Linked DNA regions of Mus musculus: all the other regions are linked to region 3. The links are chromatin contacts, called in public HiChIP or PLAC-seq, capture Hi-C and promoter capture Hi-C maps. All regions are on one chromosome and are shown on one strand. The core of a region is the stretch at or near the end of the contact, and the rest is flanking DNA. Distances in the headings are between cores, read along the strand shown.

Region 1 (2,700 bases), core at 102-2,601, 140 kb after region 3:
GTTCTGACAAGGGGGCATCCCCCCACAGTGCACCTGAGTTGAATTCCATGGAAAAATGGATAGGGCACAGTGAGAGTCCTGGAGGCCCCTGATTAAGGCTTGGGTGCTTGGATCTAGTCAGGCCTGCTTTGGACCATTCCTGTGGTCCACTTAGACATGCAGACTGGACAGGCTGATTGCCTGGGAGAGTCCTGACATAAAATGAACTCTATACATACAGCCAGGGAAACCTGGATATCAGAGTCTTCAAGAATCATTCAGTCTAGCTCCTGTCTCAGGAAGATGAACACTTCAGCCATTTTTGACAGCTACCTTCCTTCCTGGACTTTGAAATCCCCTTCCCTCCCCCAACGAACTTTTCCCCCTTAGCTCTCACACCTACTCACCATGCAAGTCATCAGCTCCATTTCTCATTCTTCATAAGTTCACTTGCCCAGAAAGAACCTGTTCAACCCCCCCCACACACACACACACACCACCACCACCACCTGAACTTTACGGCATTTGGGTGGGCTCTTTTCCTGAGTCTGAAATTTACTTACTGCTTCATCTCCAGTGGCCTGGGGGAGATGTTGTAGATCTGAGCCTAGTGGGAAATGGCTATGGCTCCTGCCAAAGAGTTAGGGAGTCTGTGACCACCTTGGCTGGGTAGGCTAGTAGGGCCCTTTGAATGAGGTAGTCCCCAGAGGACACACTCGAGCAAAAGCAACACAGAACCCGAGCTAGAGAGACAAAATTAATTACGCTCTTTGGATTCAATTTGAACACGACATTTTGTAACTCTCCAACTGATGTCTGTGGATTTAACTCTTATGTTCTTCAGTCTATCACTCTAGACTTCCAAAGGCCCAACTCATAGCTCTGTATTCCAGAGTTTAGAAAGTACCTTCAGTACTTTTACTACTCAAGTGAGCGTTGAGCCCCATCCCCTTGCTTTCTGGAAGAACCCTCACGTCCAAGCTCAACATAGAGCCTTGGTTCAACTTCCACCTTCTAAGAGTCCATGAAGGCCTTGGTAGAGAGTGTAGAGGAGAGAAGGAAGGAGTGTACGCTCAAAGATGCGCCTTACCTTTTTCTTCTGAGTGGGCTCTTTGTCACTGGCGTTGGAGGGTTTGCGACGCAACATGGTCCTCTACAGAAATGGCACTCCTGCTCTGTTCTCCAAGGAGCTAAGATGCAAAAATCTCTTGTTAAAGCCTCCCCAGCACCAGCCAGTTGGCACAGCATAGACTGAGCCTGGGGCTGCTACTCTTTACTGCTGCAGTGGCAGCTTGGGGGTGCGGGCCATGGACACCCAGCAGCAGCAGCATACAGGAAACCTTGCCACGTGACCTGCTCTTACAGCAATCATGGCCCCTGCCGGCCTCTAGGGAGGAAGGAAGTCCCAGCTTCAGTCTCCAGAGATTCTGATGCAGACAGACCTTGAGTTGAACAGTCAGAGAAAAGCCCCAATCCTGTTGTCTCCGGTCATCCACTACAGTCCTTTCATGTTCTGGCTTATTTGGGCTTTACACTCACTGACTAAACCTCTGAAATCAGAAGGTGAACAATCTCCCTGCCTGTTGAGTAAATGCCCCCAGTCTATTTGCATCTTCCAAGTCATTACTGCGATCACGATTACCATTACTGTCACTCCTGTGGCCATCATCTTGATGGTTATCACTACTGCTACCATTACCAGATAGCCATTACTACAACCGTGACTACCACCACTCCCCACGCCCCAGCCATCATCCCTCCTACCATCCCTACTGCCGTCAGTATACCTTAGCTATGATTGGTAAAGCTCTCATCTCTTCAGAGATTTCTACTGCTTCATCATCCTTAGAGTGGTCACCTTTACAGATGCTATAGTCATTTCCATGATGCTCTCATCCCTACAACCTTCAATAGCCCTGTATCCACTGTTTCTAAAGCTATCAATCCAGCAACTATCCACATTTCCATCAGCACACATATGGTTTTCAGTCTAGATGAGGTGTGCCTACACACAACAACCCCTCAGGTCATACAAGAACAACTGAGAAATGTTTGAAGGCAATGCCACGTCAACAGCAGGTGCCCCATTCAAAAGGCATTCATCAACTGCCTGGGCATTGCGCCCATCTTGTGGGTTACATTCAGCACATGATGGTGATGATGATGATAATGATGACAATGGCAATGTTGATTTGCAGTGCTTAGGGGTCTCACCTATGGCTTACCCATGCCAGGTAAGTTTACTACCATTGAGCAATTGCGGTAGATGTTTAAGTACTTTCAATGATTCCTGTTCACTACAAAGCAACTGGTATGTATCATTTACACTTTATCAAATACAGATGACAATAAAATGAAATTTCAAAAAAGTCTCCATAATTGGATTTCACACTGTTTAGGTAAATATCCTTTACTGTTTTCAGCACCTAGCACCTCTCTCTAGACAGAAATTTACTTCTTACAAAGAATCACACCCGTACAGGACGAAAAACATTGGTTTGGGGAGATTTGGAAAAATTGGAGGGACAGATAACTAAGGACATATAGAACATTTTGGAGGTGATGAATAAGTTTGTTTATTGTGATTGTGGTAATAGTTTTAGGAATGTCTACATCAGGAAAACTATCTTGAATTTTTAATGAAAATAAACTCCCCATTTCTCCTGCTCAAGGCCTTACTGTGTGTCCCAGGCTGGCTTGGAACTTATGATGAGTGCTGGG
Region 2 (2,700 bases), core at 113-2,612, 150 kb before region 3:
TGCACATGGGTACTGGAACCTCTGGAGGCCAGATGTGCCAGATCCTCCTAGAGCTGGAGCTATAGGCAGTTATTTGTAAGCTGCCCAACACGGGTGCTGGCACCCAAACTCCGATCCTCTGCAAGATCAGTACATGCTCTTAACCACTGAGCCACTTACTCTTTATGTCATATGTGTATGAATGTGTGTGGGCATGTGTGTGCCATGGTGTACATGTGGCCATCAGAAGACAACTTACACTGTGATGTTTCAGGATTCCAGGGACTATTCAAGTCATCAGTGTTGGTGGCAGGTGTCTTTACCTGCTGCACCCACTCATGGGTTCAAAGGGCCCTGCTCTTTTGACAAGAGGCCTGGTCTGGGTAGGATTCTTGGCAAACAGTGGAGGAAGATGCCCTGTCGGAGCTGAGCTGGGGTTTCAGGATTGTCCCTTTGTGTGTTTTTGCTGGTCCTTGATAAGTATCACCTCTAGGGGCCTCCAAAGCTTTTCTTGATGCTACTTAAACCTCACTGAGCAGTGTTATCCTGGGCAAGATTCAGGTAGTGAGTGGTATCTGCCTACTGCTAGGCACTCAGACCAGGCGCCAGTGCTTCTGGGACCATCATACTCTAGTACTAGCCTGAAGGTCTGGCAGCTGTGCAGAATCCAGGACCTTGGGCTGCTAATGTTTTCCCTGACCTACAGCCTTGGGGATATCTCATGGAGTGGGTCATCTGCTTAAAGGACTGGCTACAGGTATACAGCTCTATTACTAGGGAGCCCCACCTTGCATGGACTCCTGGGAGGTACTTAGGTATAAGTTACCAGTAAAGCAGCAGCCACTGTGGAATTCTAGAGTCCACTGTTCCTTATCCCAGAAAAGGCTGCTGTCCTTTGACCCAAAGACAATGTAGTATTTCTTCATCATTACCTCTGCCCATTGGCACTAAGGATAAACCCCTGACACCTTAGGAAGTCACATTGATTTCAGTGTCACCTGCTCTTCTAAATGAACCCAACCCCCAGCCTTGGTCTAGTTTCCTCAGATCCTCTCCTTTCAACCTGTCCCTCCATCTGTAGCCACTGTTAAGAGTCTATGCAAGGCATTGGCCTTGCTCGGCACTAATGGTCCAGGTTTTAATCCTCGCCCTCAAAGACCAGGCGTACCCTGCTGGTCCCTGAAGGGTAGTCTAGGTGCAGTGATGAGAGAGGTTGTGGAAACAGTTGTCCCCTCATCAGGTAGCACTTCTCTGTTTGGCCCCCTCCCACCACAAGGCAGGCTGGTGGAATTGCTGCCAGCACCCCCCTTGTGTAGACAGCTGTCTCCTCTGCCTTCCTGTGAGGGATCCTCCCTGTGCACTTTCTGACCTGTGCAGAGCAGGGGCGGGGCTGCAAGGGCCACCAGGCCCCGAAGGGGAAACTGCCGAAACCCCTGGGACAGGAAGTGGTACACAGGGGCTGCTTCCTCTCACAGAGCAGGGGTGCGGGGCGGAGAGAGCCGCCTGTGTCCTGGCCCCTGCCTGCCTACTATGAGCCCTGGGAGGCTAGGGAGAGGTGACAGTCCTTTTCCCTACCTCCCTTCTCTCCAAAAGATGAGGCTTTTCCTGCAGCGCACTGGAGAGGTGGAGGTGGGTAAAGGGGAGAGCTTCTTCAGAGAAGCCACCATCCCTTAGCAATTAGAGACCAGAGCCGGCAGATCAACGGAAAGGCAAGGCACAGGGTAGGTGAGTGTGGGGTGAGGCACCTGCCCCACCTGCCAGGACAGCAGAAAGCCACAGCTGGTTAGAGGAACCCTTTGTCCTTGAGCCTGAGTTCTGGGAGCAAACGATTAGGACCACACCTGCTTAGCAGCAGGTTGGAGTCTGTGGATGCCTGACTTGTAGCCCACAGACAGGAATGGCCTCAGATGAGCAGCTCCAACCCCTCATGGTGCAGCCGAGGAAACCAAGGCACACAAAGCAGAAGTGTCCTGTTTGAGGTCACATCGTGGGCAGAGCAGAAGCCAAGGCTCTAATCCAGAGGCTCTCTTTCTGATGAAAATGTGCTGAGTTGGTATTTAGCGTCCCACACCTCCCACAGGCACCTCCCCCCATCCCCCACACAACAGGGTTCTGGGACATTCTTCTCAGAAATGAGCTTGATGAATTGATTCACACGGAAGGGAGGTGGAGTGTTTAGTCCAGGGATCATCGAAGGTTTCTGTAAAGGATCAGATAGCAAGTATGTCAGGCTTTGGGGCTTATATGAATGAGCACTAATAACCTATAAGCATGTGTTCCAATACAGCTCCGTCGATAGGCACGGAAACTTGAATTTCAGAACATTTGCATGTGTCGTAAACTTCCATCCTTGTGGCCCTTCTTTGATAAGTTCTTCAAGCCCTACTGAGAGCCAAGAAGTAAAGCTCTAGGCTGTCAAGAGCAGAGGCTGCTAGGTGGGAGGAAGATGATGAGGACAACCCTTGAAGGATGTGAGGGAACTAAAGTCACAAAAGTCGAGAGCGGGCATGGCTGGCCTAAGGGACAGTGTGAACAACGGTGTGGCAGTGGGGAGTCACTGTAAAGGTTAACCGTGCTCCGCACATGTGTGGCTTCATTGTTATTTGCCAGCCACTGTTGCTCTTTTTTTTTTTTTAAACTTTTGAGACAGGGTCTCACTGTGTAGCCCTGGCTGGCTTGGAACGCCCTATGTAAACCAGGCTGCCTTTAAACACACAGATA
Region 3 (2,700 bases), core at 55-2,554:
TTTACACACCATTGCTTGTCCATCCCTTTGGGCACCATGCTGTGCCTGGCGCAAGCTAGTAATCCCCAACTGGTCCTGGCCCTTGCCAGTTTACAACCTTAAGTCACAAAGGCGGGCAGTTAACAAACACATCCAGTTATCTGCCAATCACAAGAGATCCATTGAGTGAGCTAGGGTGAGGAACAGGGACCTCCTTCAAAGAACTTCCAGTCTGCTGCGTAAATAAGGTTTTGGCAGAAGAGGTTCAGGGGAGAGATACCGCCAACGTCGGCATTATGGAACAGATATATTTTTTAGTTATTGGCCTGTGGCTTGGTTCTCTACTTAAGACACAACCCTCACCTGAGATGAAAGAGTTTAGTTCCAGGCCCTCCACCTGCAGACAGTTGATACAAAGCACTAGGCTGAGAAGTGCATGCCCCCTGTCTCCCTGGGTGGTCAGGGCTTATCACTTGTTTTCACTGATGGAGCCCGATGGACCATAACTAAACTACAGCCCCTGATGCTGGGAGGATTTTCGGTACAGCATCTCAACCTAGGCCCGCTGAGCGCGAGACCTCAGGTGGGAGCAGCCTACTGAATGCACAGGTTTTGGGTGAAGACTGAAGGAGGCTTTGGGTAAAGACATCCCTGGCATTCTGGTCGCAGTGTCTCCCCTGGGCGCGCCGGGCAGGCCAGAGGAGCCGCGCTCAGCAGGTCCCTATACTCTTCCGACGGGCACAAGGTCCCGGGCGGGTTCCGAGAGCCGGACTATGTAAAGGCGGCCAGGACTGGCCCAGTTTGGGTTTGTGCTCCTAGGGCTGTGGGTCCGATCGTGCGGTGCCCGCACCATTGCAAAGAAAGAGGCTTCCCCGAGGGCGGGTTGCACCGTGTCCCGGACCGGGCGACTTTGGGGCCTGGGCGAGGTAGCAAAGCAGGGCGGAGGGAGGAGTGCAAGTGTGGGGAGAACGCGCGGGAGCCCGAGCCCGCGGCCCGAAAAGGGTGGGTCTGGGATCTGCGGAGGTTGTGGCGGGAGGAGCGAACCAGGGAACGAGGGAGGTGGGCCCGGCTGGAGGGCCCCGAGCCACCGGGGATTGGCGGGGGGGGGGGGGGGGGCGGAGCGCCGAGGGTGGAGATGGGGCCGCGGGAGGGAGGGGAGCCGGCGGGGCGCGGCCAGGGGGCGGGGCGCCCGGACCTGGGGAAGATAAGAGCGTGCTCGCGGGGAGCGAGGGCGGGCGGGAGGGAGGGGCGGGGGACTTAGAGACCAAAGAGGAGACAAAAGGACCGGGTGTGTGGGAGGGGCATAGACAAGCGGGGGCTAGGGGAGGGGCGCCAGGGGACGACTCGCAGGGAGGGGTGTGTGAGTGTGTGTGTGGGGGGAATGGCGTGGGAGGGACTTAGAGTGGGACGTGAAGGGACAGCATAAGAGAGCGCGGGGGTACAGAGAAAGGGGGGGGGCAGGAGTGCTCCACCACGCTGGCCACGAAGGGGAGGGGACACCGTGAAGTGGAGGCCGCTGGGAGGAACGGCCACACACAGGGAGGGAGGTCCCGGGGATGGATGGACAGTCCGCTAGAAAGAGGGACCCGGAGGGGAAGGGTGTACAGACTCGGGGAGAAAGCCTTTCGAGAACCCAAGGGTGGAGGCTGATGGGCGTGTATCAAGCGCGGAGGGCTGGGATTGAAAGCTGCCCTTTGGGATGACCAAAAGACCAGTGGGGGCTGCAACAGACGGGACAGGGCTACTAAGGAGGGCGAAAACTGCTCAAGGGAAAGTGGAACCTAAGAGGGTTGTAGAAGGGTGGCGGGGGTGGCTTCGGGCTCGGCAGGAAGGCGCCACCACCGCCTTCTGCCCGTCCCCAATGTGCCCCGCCCCGTCCGGGGGCCCTAAGGGCAGCGGCCGGGCCATGGGGGAGCCGAGCCAGGGCGGTACCATTCGGAACGGGAGGGGGGGTTGGGGGAAGGGAGGAGCCAGGGGTCAGAACCCTGTTGGGGGCGGGAGGGGGGCGCCACACCCTGGGAAAAAGGCTTGGGCACATCCAGAGCCGACCAATCAGTAAGCAAAGCCGGGGTGGCGTCAAGGGGCAGCTTTGGCCAATAGGAAGGAAGAACACTTCGGAGGTTCGGAGGAAGAAAAGGAAAAAAAAAAAAAAAAGAGCCCCACGAAACAACAATTGAATCCGTTTGGGGGCTTGGAAAACGGGGAGTGGGCGTCGTTTATGTCATGTTCCAGCGTCTGCCCTCGCCTTCGAAGGATGGGGTGGCTTGCATCACTTTAGTGTTGTATGGCGCAAACATCGCGCAGAAGGGTCCCGAGAAAGTAGACCCGGAATTGTCCACTTATTGGTGCTTCGATTTGGGAACTGGTTTGCACAGAGATGGCAGCTTTGTGCTTAAGAGTGAAAGAATGTTGAGGTATCTTAAATGGAGGCAGGAGGAGGTAGAGGTTCCTCATTCCCCTTCACTGGCTACCGATTTAAGTGACAGCTAGCGGAGCGGATTATGGACAATCTCAAGCCAGTGCATAAGTTAAAAAATGTCCTTTGGGCATTGAACACTACTCATTATATTTATTTCCCTTGACAGCCAGTCCCAGGTACTTCCTGAGGACTATTGGTAAGAGCACACACAGTTACCACTCAGAAATTCTGGGAGAAAAAAAATTGTATGACTTTTGACTTCCAAGTTAGCCTAAGGTTCTAGTTCCTGATTCACCATGTAA
Region 4 (2,700 bases), core at 14-2,513, 250 kb after region 3:
TCAAAGATATTTCATACTAATATAGCATACCATTTCACATCTTCTGCGGTACAGAGAAACCCTGTCCAATGTACCTTTTGTGTACATTTGGATGTACACATGGAGCAAACTGCCTGGCTTGCTGCAAGGTGGGAACACCTTTTGATTTAGTCTTTTAATATGTGTTGAGTGCCACCTATGTGCAGAGAATGATATTGGGGACTTTGGAGAGACCTGGAAGATTGGGACCGTTAGGGTCCTGTCTTAAAGAGTTCCCAATCTGGTGCATTTCTTTGGGGGAATCCCAGGCTGTAAAAGGAGCTAAGCATCTAGAGTAGAAAGGCAAATGACTCCAGGCCCTCTTATAATAGGGAATCCCAGTTGAGTGTAAAAGAAATCCAGCTGAGTTTGGAAGGAGCTGGGAGGATCCTCCCTACAACGAGACAAAACTAAGTTGGGGTCAGCTCCAAGCAGCAAGAAGGGGAACATGGTAGAACCTGCAGAATGCCTCCCCACAGTAAAGAGGAACCAGGGGGTAGCATCTCAGGTTGGGCAGGGACAGAACGGTGGCCTTTAGATTGGGTGGGATATTGAGGTTTTGCTGTATGCATAAAGAGCTTGGTCACCGAGCCCACCAGTCCAGGTAGAAGGTACTCGCTAGGGGACAGCAGGAGATATGAATGGTGGTTACCTAAGTTTTATGCACAACCTAGGCAATCACCCCCAATTCTAATTCAGTTGAAGATGCAGAGGAAAAAGGCGGAGTAGGGGAGGTCTTGAGCAAACCCATACTTGCGAATGCAGTGTCAAGGAAAGAAAAAAAAACATAGTTAGATTCGGAAATGGAGGGAGGGTGTTGTGGGCAGCCCAAATAGGGTCCTTCTGCAAACGCCCAGGTATCCTGACAGCTGTTAAGGAAACCCAGGTGAGAAAGGGTTAAGAGTGCCCCTCACTGTTTCAAATGGTTTACGTGTTTGAAATCCTTCAGGTCTCTACAAACCCTCTGGACCCCGGCCAGGCAGGCATTGTCCGGGGAGCAGTTGTGGGTTGTCCGAGCAGCCGCTCGGCCTTTGTTGTGGGGCCACCTCTGGGTTCTCTCTCGCGCCCTGGATAGGGCTGCAGCATGCTTCCCGGGAGGGGGGCGGTGCGGGAGGCTCACTCCCTCTCCCTCTTCCTGCCTCTCTTCCCCCCCCCCCCAACCCCCCCGCCTCCTAATGACCACATGACCAAGTGGGCTCGCGGCCAAACCACAAGCTACAAAATGCAGACCCCGAAGTGAGCAGGGAAGCATTCTCTCTAACAGCCTGGACCAACGGGTAGTTGGGAGTCGCGGGCAGAGCAGCGTCAGCCACTTAGAGAGTTTTTGCCGCCGACCCGAAGCCACCAAGGCCAGCTTCGCGGCGCTGCCCCGCGGCGGCAGAGAAGGCTGCACCAAGAGCAGAGGCAGCGAGCAGGAGTGGGGCAGGCAGCCAGCGGTGCGGCTGGGGCGCTCACCCTCCCGCGGTCCGGGAGCCACGCGAGCTCCGTGCCCGCACGCGCCAGCCCCGGCTCGCGCCTTTCTTTGCGTCCGGGTGCCCTGCCTCTCCGCCCACTCGCCGGCTCCTCTGGGCTGCCGCGGACCGAGTTGCAGCATGAATCTGAGGCTCTGCGTGCAGGCGCTGCTGCTGCTCTGGCTCTCCTTGACTGCAGTTTGTGGAGGTGAGTGCGTGCCCTCCTGCTCGCTTGGGGCTCTCCCGAGGTGCAGCCTGCGCGGTCCTCTCTTTCCGCCCCACGCGCGCTCTTCCCGCCTCCAGGGAAACATGGTGCGAGCCTTGCAGGAGCAGCCACGCGCCAGCCACACCGGGAGGCCTATTGACAGGGCATCTGGGGCCACGGGGCGACATGCCATGTAGGCTTTGCTTCCTAGGACAGCGCGCGCGGGAGGGGGGGGTGTTTCATGATTACCTTGCATATCACCACTTAGCCCCCAGCCCCATGCCCCTCGTAGTTTAAAGTACTTAGGACCACAAACTTACACCTTATGTCCTGCACCCTGCACCCCAAGTGGGGGTGGGGGGAGAGGATGGCGGTATGTCCAGCTCACCTCGTGAATCAGTGGAGGTGGCTGACCTGAGCTGAGTGGGGTCAGGACTCCATGTTGAAGGTCTCTGGGTCTTAGAGTTTAGGGGCCGCTGGCCAGTCCAGGGGCTCAAGCTACTGGAGATGATGTGCCAACATGTAGACGTGACACTTGTTGCATAGTCAGGAGCACGCTGCGGGAGCGGGGGCGGGGGCGACCGCAGTGGCTAGTGGATCCCAGCTGTTGCTCCTTTAGCCTATGTGTAAGCAGAGGCAGCGTCCTTAAGGCAGATCTGGACTGGACAGAGCCAGGCTTATCTTCTGTACTCCAAGGTCCTGGATGATTTTGTTCTCTGCTCCATTGTGGGACACCTGGCCCCACAGCGTTCATCTCTCCGGAGACTTGCTTCTTCTTTATTCTGGCTTCCCCTTCCACTCTTGTCTCAGGTATAACTTCGGTCCCCAGTCTCCCGGTACCAAAACCCAGGAAACACAGGAACTTGATCTGATAACCTCGGTGCAGCTCTGGGAAACGGAATCCCTTCACCTCTACCTGTATTAACCCCCTACCTGGAAATTCTCCACACCAATAGATAATCCCTTGTCTACTTCAGTCCCCGGGTCCTCAGTGTCCCAACAGCCCCTGCCCGGTCTGCCTGTCCT

What was found. Promoter capture Hi-C pulls out the DNA fragments that hold promoters and counts their contacts. HiChIP or PLAC-seq counts read pairs in DNA pulled down with a chosen protein or histone mark. Capture Hi-C pulls out chosen DNA fragments and counts their contacts.
Region 1: a promoter capture Hi-C map of pre-B cells shows a contact between it and region 3, with 7 times the contacts expected there. The contact joins the promoter of Sash3 here to the promoter of 9530027J09Rik in region 3. A contact is called at or near these places in 10 of 39 promoter capture datasets (the 3T3-L1 cell line, the C10 cell line, the HPC-7 cell line and 5 more), 3 of 484 Hi-C or Micro-C datasets (the HPC-7 cell line, double positive thymocytes and peritoneal macrophages), 7 of 115 datasets of contacts at active chromatin or transcription factors (the HPC-7 cell line, the SCID.adh cell line, bone marrow-derived macrophages and 4 more) and 2 of 9 other capture datasets (embryonic stem cells and liver).
Region 2: a contact with region 3 is called in an H3K27ac HiChIP or PLAC-seq map of double positive thymocytes, with 2.4 times the contacts expected there. The contact joins the enhancer-like site here to the promoter of 9530027J09Rik in region 3. A contact is called at or near these places in 1 of 484 Hi-C or Micro-C datasets (embryonic fibroblasts), 7 of 115 datasets of contacts at active chromatin or transcription factors (the 230-238 cell line, double positive thymocytes, embryonic stem cells and 3 more) and 1 of 9 other capture datasets (embryonic stem cells).
Region 4: a capture Hi-C map of macrophages shows a contact between it and region 3, with 3 times the contacts expected there. The contact joins the promoter of Apln here to the promoter of 9530027J09Rik in region 3. A contact is called at or near these places in 8 of 39 promoter capture datasets (the 3T3-L1 cell line, the C10 cell line, embryonic stem cells and 4 more), 9 of 484 Hi-C or Micro-C datasets (the G1E-ER4 cell line, cortical neurons, double positive thymocytes and 4 more) and 1 of 9 other capture datasets (macrophages).

What each region holds. Positions count from the first base shown.
Region 1 is chrX:48,145,087-48,147,786 of GRCm38.p6, reverse strand. It overlaps Sash3 (SAM and SH3 domain containing 3), which reads right to left and starts at 1,351. Exons shown (of 8, transcript NM_028773.4): 1 at 1,070-1,351. The coding sequence starts at 1,126.
Region 2 is chrX:48,432,408-48,435,107 of GRCm38.p6, reverse strand. All of the region lies in intron 1 of Elf4 (E74-like factor 4 (ets domain transcription factor)), which reads left to right. Among named protein-coding and RNA genes, the nearest start is that of Elf4, 21 kb to the left of the region's middle. Within about 2 kb of position 1,362, at least 135 of the 459 cell types and tissues checked have an H3K27ac peak or open chromatin away from gene starts, as enhancers often do. A contact at or near this core is called in the 230-238 cell line, double positive thymocytes, embryonic stem cells and 1 more, where this site is marked.
Region 3 is chrX:48,284,030-48,286,729 of GRCm38.p6, reverse strand. 9530027J09Rik (RIKEN cDNA 9530027J09 gene) reads left to right here and starts at 1,304. Exons shown (of 4, transcript NR_045916.1): 1 at 1,304-1,335.
Region 4 is chrX:48,033,416-48,036,115 of GRCm38.p6, reverse strand. Apln (apelin) reads left to right here and starts at 1,263. Exons shown (of 3, transcript NM_013912.4): 1 at 1,263-1,677. The coding sequence starts at 1,611.